Regions from separate parts of the Zea mays genome. Here region 2 is linked to region 1. The links are chromatin contacts, called in public Hi-C maps. All regions are on one chromosome and are shown on one strand. The core of a region is the stretch at or near the end of the contact, and the rest is flanking DNA. Distances in the headings are between cores, read along the strand shown. Region 1 holds the start of LOC100279115 (zinc finger protein). Region 2 has its middle 21 kb from the start of LOC100383302.

Region 1 (3,342 bases), core at 234-2,733:
AGTTTTATCTGATGACTTCCTCTTCAAATCAAACATGATGCCGCCTAACAATAAAACAAGAGTATATATCTCCACTGCGTACAGTAATTCTTCTTCTGTTCATCATGCAGATCGAGGAAGAAGTTTTATTTTCTGAAGTTCGTCAGCTATCACTTTAGCAGAAATTGGGCCACAAGAAGATATCGAGAAATATGAAGAACTTGAATTTCAGACGTACGGCATAAAAAAGGGGGTACGTAGAAACGATTATTTAGAAAACTATGAGAATTGACACGCGCTTGCGACTGCTAATCCACAACGACGGGAGAGATCGGAGACCTACTATGTAAATAAATAAACAAGAAAGGATTACAAATGGAGGTCCAAGCTAACAACAGTCTCCTTCTGGCGGGCCAGTTCATACCTACCTGCTAGCTTCGTCTCCGGCGACGTGGACGAGCACGACGAGAGCGAGGGGGAGGGGGACAGCAAGCTCATCATCACCGCCGCCTTATCGTCCTTGCACGCTGCTGCCTCCCCACCAGGCGGCCCGACCGGGAAGGCCGTGCCACCACTAGCGCCGTGCCGGGCGGACACGCCGAAATTCTCCATGGCAGTAGCCGCGGGGGGCGGCGGCACCCTCCAGAGCCCCGCGGGCACCGGGCTACCGTTGATTGGCTGCGACATGGAGCCCGGGCCGCCGCCGTAGGGCCCCGCGGGGCTGGCGCTAGTCGTCCACATCGGGTAGTGCTGCAGCGGCGGCGGCGGCGGCGCGGGGTGGTCAAAGCGGGCGCCGCCGCCGATGGGGTGGGGGTGGGGGTAGTAGTTGAAGAGGCCGTACATGTGTCCGGGCACGTAGCGGTGCATGGCGAGGGAGGCCTGGAGGTGGGCGCGCTTGGCGTGCTGCCGCTCGCGCTTGTGCGCGTTCTGGTGCCCGCCCAGCGCCTGCGACGTCGGGAAGTTGCGGCAGCAGTAGTGGCACTCGAACTTCCTCTCGGCCGCGGCGCCGCTCTTGGCCGCGCCGTTGCTCTCGCACGTGACCGTGCTGCCGTTGTTGGCAGCGTCGGGGGAGTCGGACGCGGCGTCCTGCTGCTGCTGGTTGTGGTCGCTGGGGAACTCGCGGCCAAACAGACGGATGGTGGCGTCCCTCGGCGCCGGCGCCGGCCGGATGAACGGTAGCTGCGAGAAGGAGTCGACGCTGCGGACCTCCTGCGGCTTCGCCATGGCCGGCTGCGAGCTAGGAGCTAGCTGCCGCGCGGCCCCAGGAATAATTCTACTTCGCCTAGTAGCTCGCCGTAGCTTGTGAGGCGACAAGCTAGCAAGCTTGGTGGTATATGTTTCTGTGTAGTATGCGGTTTTAAGGGGCCGTGATGGGCGCCGTGACTGAGGTCGGAGAGCACGCAAGAGGAGGCCCGGCCGGGGACCATGCAAAGTAGAGCCAGCCGATCGAGGGGCGGAGCAGCACGGAGGAGGGGAGGGGAGAGGAGAGGAGACACGACTAGGCTCGCTTAAAAGCTCCCCCCCTCTCGCCACCAAGTACAGCTGCATGCAGTGGCAGTTGCAGTCTGCTGGTTGTGCCCCTGGGCCCTGGCCGGGCTGCTTTTGCATCTGCATGCAGTGGTAATATAGCTAGCTATAGCTATAATAGTCTCCTCTCCTAGCTAGCCTCGTCTCTTCTCTACTCACATATCTGTTGATAGAATGGGTATTAGCTAGCTAGCTAGTACAAATTCGTGCACGCAGATAGAATATAAATAAATCTGTATTTTTTTGTTTTTTTAGAGAAAATCCTCCATGCTATATTGCTATATAGGAATAGCTGCAAGCTAGCTCGGTCGTGTCTTGTCTGGTGGTGCAACGCATGCAACGCAACGCAACGCTAGCTAGCTCTCCGGCATCAGTCGGCGTCAGGGCATCAAGTGGTGGCCTGGTGGGGGAGCGGAGAAGGGAGACGGGAGTGGTGTTGTGCGACGCCATCTCCGCCTCTGGATTTCCTCGAGTTTTTTTTTTCTTCATAGGAGTTTGGCTTCTCTAGAACAACGAGAGACGCAGAGGCGGGCGGAGTCCACAGGTGGTCCTCCTCCTGGTCCTGGGGACGGCGACGTGCTTGCCCTGCCCGCCCGCTCTTGTGTGTTGTTGGCGTACATACTGTCCCGCCCGCTGCTAATAGGTGCTATCTGGCCTAGCTAATAGGTGCTAATATAAAAAAATTATTAGTCAAGACTCCAAACATAGCCTAACTTAATGTTACTAACTAATTATTTGCCGGCTAATTATTAGGCACAAGTAAACAATTAGCCATAAGATCTAAAAAGGCCTATATCAGCTGCAGTGAGTACGTACGTACTACGTGCTCCATTGATGACGCTTTGGACTGGGATCCACATGTCCGGTGGCTAGAGCAAAAGCAGCTCTACGTAGTACGTACGTACCCGGTACCCGTACGCTGTAGACTCGCTCCAAGCTTTTACTACTTTAGTTTTTTTTTTTTTGCTCTCCTCTCTTTTTCGCAGGCCTTTTCGTCTCTTTTTACCGAATTTCATGCACGCTGGTTTCTCGCCCAATAATGAGCTGGTAAAGGGCGCTACACTACACTGGGTATCACCGGACGTTGGCTCTGGCCGCCGCCATAACGTCCATGGGTGAGAAAAAAACACGACGTCTTGTACCTGCTCACCCTAGCTAGCTGGTCATCGATCCGGTAACCCGTACGTGTACAGACATCAGTGCGCAAGTGGTAATACGGGCGGAAAGTAGCTCAGCTCATTGACGACGATGGGGCGATGGCAAGCATGCATTCTCGATCTTACTGCAATAATAAGAGGGAGAGAGAGAGAGAGAGAGAGATCGAGAGAGAGGTCTTCATTCTTCAACTTGCTACGGGCTTTAGGCCCAACCATCTGACACAATACAATTGCACTGACAATTTATGGGTTCTTGTAATAAGCTTTATTTCGTTCATCCAACACTTTTTTTTTATTAAAAAAGGACAGCTCCACGGCGAAGGTTCTTTTATGTTTTTATGCTCTCACAATCACACAGAGGAAAAATAACTCTCTTATTTATTGTCTTTTTCAGCCATGTACGAAACTTTTGATAGAGACCTGTTTTGCCAAACAATGTTTTCCCCAAAATAGCTCAGTTTTACCTAAAAAACTGCTCACGACTGAAAAAAAGATTTAATGATGAATCTGATGGATCCGCGAGCAATTTCAAGTCCAATGGCGCGCAAAGCCGTGATCCAACTGCAGCGTTTACGCACATTTGAGCCCCTGCAGCGTACGGGGTCCGGCGGCTGTCTGGATAACTAATTACGTACATGCCCAAACATCGACCGACCAGTACATGCATGCATGTGTCTCG
Region 2 (3,342 bases), core at 301-2,800, 110 kb after region 1:
GATCCAGGCGCCGTCGGCGATCTTCCGCCGTCCCTGCGTACGCGCGGACCGTCCGGCCCCAGGGCGCGGACCGTCCGGCCGTCAGGCAGGAGCCCCAGTCGCGTACCAGGCCGCGGACAGTCCGCCCCTGTGCAGAGGGCACCGCCACGGTTCTTGTTGAGTGTTTGGCGCTCCGAAAAGACGTCAACACAAAGTATCGTTGAATTAACAAGTCATATACGCCCTTTGTTGAAGTACTCCCTCTTTACCCAAAAAAAACAAATCAGAACGTTTCTTCTTCGATCAAATCTATAAGAATACTAAAATTTATGATATCAAATAAGTATTGTTGAATTAACTATATGGTATATATTTATAGGGGTATCTGCAAACTACCCTCGTTTTGCAAGCTAATCTTTCTGAAACTGAAGCTGCCGCCTTCGCCTAATCTCCTATTCCGTTAACCACCACTGATTTAACAAATGTAAAAAGACGCCTTCATTCCATGCCCATGGCCATGCGTGCCTGCCAATGCCAGGTTCCCAAAGTGGCATGATTCTCCCCAGCACTTGCTATTTCTGCCAAAGGTTGCCAGCGCCGCTAGCTTTCATGATACAGTCCACTCTACTCCAGTGGCAATGAGATCTGGGCAGCAGGAGGCTGCCTTTCTCCTTCTCCATGGGAAGAATAGTCAGCACCTGGGTACAGTGCAGCAGCCATGTCATGAAAGCCGGCGTTCCGGTTTCCAAACGAGAAAAGGACACGCAAGTGCTGCCTGCCATCAGTACTAGCTGCCCTATCACTGTCAGGGATGCTGGTGTTGTTCCTTGGATGCAATGCAAAGCTTCGGCTGAACAACCTTTTTTTTTGCCCAATGTTTGTTTTTCTCGTCATCAGGAGCGTGGATTGTTCACCGGGGAAAGGCCGGGCGCGAAAAACACAGGTTGTTCAGCTCATCGCCACTTCTGCGAAAAAGAGTGGTCGTCTGTGCATGCGCAGTGCACAATCTCAGTGGATGAGTACTCGTCTGTATAAATATGTCTGTAAATCGGGTGGTGAATATTCTTTTTTTTTCTTTTCGTTCTTCCGAATTTTCCGAAAAAATATTTTAAAAAAGGAGATGGTGCTGATGGGAATATGGGATCTTCATCCTTTGACCCTAAATATGAGAAGTCTGAGAAAGTTAACCACGGTATATTCAGCAGTGAACAGACAGGCGGGAAGCAAATGGATGGACGATGGGTCTTCAGAAAAGCTATAAGAGCGTCAGCGTAGCATGCTGCTGCTGCTGCTGAAAGACGCAGACGCAGGCCTACACAGAAGAGCGTCAATGGAATACAGGTACAGGTAACAAGGAGTACCAGGGAAACGATTAGCTTTGTGTCAGATTCAGAGTGGAACGCCATGTGTCAGATTCGCAGCGCGGGACACGGGCGAAGCAGGTTGCACGTAGGTAGAACCGGATCGGGGTTACTGGGAAGTGGGAACTGTTGGGCCACCGTACAAGATGATGCGACACATGGCCTGCTAGTTTCCGAAATCAGTGCACAGCGCGACCTACCCAGTATGGGCTGGGCTCGCTCTCGCTAAATATAGCAGAGGGCTAAGTGTCAACCCTAGCTGAACTGGGCCGAGCTGGGCTCTAGAACAAAGCCCTTGCCATTGTTCTCTCTGGTACACCAACGAGCTACGTAATTGAAAGACTGTGTGCCCCTTAGTCAAGTACTTCCAAGTTCCAATTGATAGCTTTGCCTCTCTACGCAAACCACTTGTAGGGAACGTATTTAGCGCAAACAACTTGCTTAGAGCCATGATATAAAAAACTACTTAAAAGGTTTTAAAACTAGGATAAAACGATCTATAAACTTTTCAAATTTTGATACGCAAACTGGATCCAGAAAAATCCAAATAAAAATAAATTTCATGAGACGGTGAACTTTTTGAATGAACTGTCGTCGATGTAAGCACGCTATAGATGTGTTAAGGGTACAAAATGAGAACGGTTGGGTATGTGCTTTTTATTAGACCGTATTCAGCGGAGTGTAAAATAGAGGACACAAATACTGTTCGGTGCTGTTTACGGAGTGAAATTTAAAATAAAAGATACGATAGTAGGAAATGAGACAGAAGAACTGCTGTGGAGGACGTTTTATTACGCCTAGCTCAACTTGCACGCACAGATGAAACGAGAACCGAGAACGCATGCAAACATTGCAATGTCTGCAGCAGCAGCAGCCATTTTCAACATTGCCATCAAGATTTACCATTTAGACCTATGCGAGCTAAAACCATGACAAAGGCAAAAGCCAAAAAGGATAGCTTGGCGCTTTGATGATCATACAAGCTACCGACACAGGTAGTTTGTTCATGATGATCGTTAGACAACTAGGATAGAAGGACAACCATCTCACTGCACGCGGGGCCGCGGCCGTGCCAGCAGCCCGGCGCCATCGTCGCCGTCGGCGACGGTTCTGGAACGCGGCAGGTCGGTGCCTCTGTCTTGGAATGCGGGCAGGCTGTCGAGCTCGAACAGGTCGGAGCTGGACTCGGTGCTCTCCTTAGCCCTCTCCCGCTCATCCGCGACGCCGAGCGCGCGCAGCAGCTCCTCCACCCTCCTCTCCGCCTCCGCCGCGGACTCCTTGGCCCGCAGCCCCGTCGTCGCCGTCCCGACCGATCCAGCGCCGTGCCCGTGCCCGTCGCCCACTACCGTCGCCACGGGCGAGAACCGCACCGCCCGCCTCGCCGGGGCCAGAACCCCTCCCGCCGCCGCGGACTCCCTCCGGCTCCGCGAGGCGCGCGACGAGAGGATCGACCTCGCCGACGCCGGCTCCGGCGCCGCGGTGGCGGGCGTTGGCGTTGGCGTTGCCGTTGCACGCGGCGTGCGGTCGACCGGCCTCGCCGGCCTCCTGTTGCAGAGCAGGGCGTTGAGGAGGCACGCGAACGGCGCCGTCCTCTTGCTCTTCCTCCCGCGGCCCCTCTTCCTCTCCGCGTCCGCGACGCGGCGGTGCCCGGTCGACGACGGCTCGTGTTCGTGTGGGTGCGGCGGAAGGGGCGGAGGCAGGAGGAGGGAGCCGCTGGAGTTGGGCTGCGGGTCCGGCCGGACGCGGCACGGCCGCGGCGCCCTCTGCAGCCGCGGTGACCGGACCGAGGAGCGGGACGGGGACGGCGACGGCGACAGCTCGGGCGTCGGGCGACGTCGGCTCGGAAGCTGCGCCGGGGACGACGCCGGCGTGCGCGTCCGGCGCGCCTCTGTGGACGTGCGCGCCTCGGCGTCGGCCTCGAGGGAGTGGTAGATGGCGTCGAGGAGCGCGGCGGAGAAGGACGGCTGGTGGCCCCGGCTGGGCCGGGGCGGCGGGGCTCGGG

The links. Hi-C and Micro-C count contacts between places; a contact is called where the count stands out from the background.
Region 2: a Hi-C map of leaf shows a contact between it and region 1, with 2.7 times the contacts expected there. The contact joins the enhancer-like site here to the promoter of LOC100279115 in region 1. A contact is called at or near these places in 3 of 25 Hi-C or Micro-C datasets (bundle sheath and leaf).

What each region holds. Positions count from the first base shown.
Region 1 is chr5:219,927,403-219,930,744 of Zm-B73-REFERENCE-NAM-5.0, forward strand. It overlaps LOC100279115 (zinc finger protein), which reads right to left and starts at 1,484. Exons shown (of 1, transcript NM_001152156.1): 1 at 234-1,484. The coding sequence starts at 1,203. The coding sequence ends at 349.
Region 2 is chr5:220,041,156-220,044,497 of Zm-B73-REFERENCE-NAM-5.0, forward strand. No RefSeq gene overlaps it. Among protein-coding and RNA genes, the nearest start is that of LOC100383302, 21 kb to the right of the region's middle. Within about 2 kb of position 1,551, at least 19 of the 20 cell types and tissues checked have an H3K27ac peak or open chromatin away from gene starts, as enhancers often do. A contact at or near this core is called in bundle sheath and leaf, where this site is marked.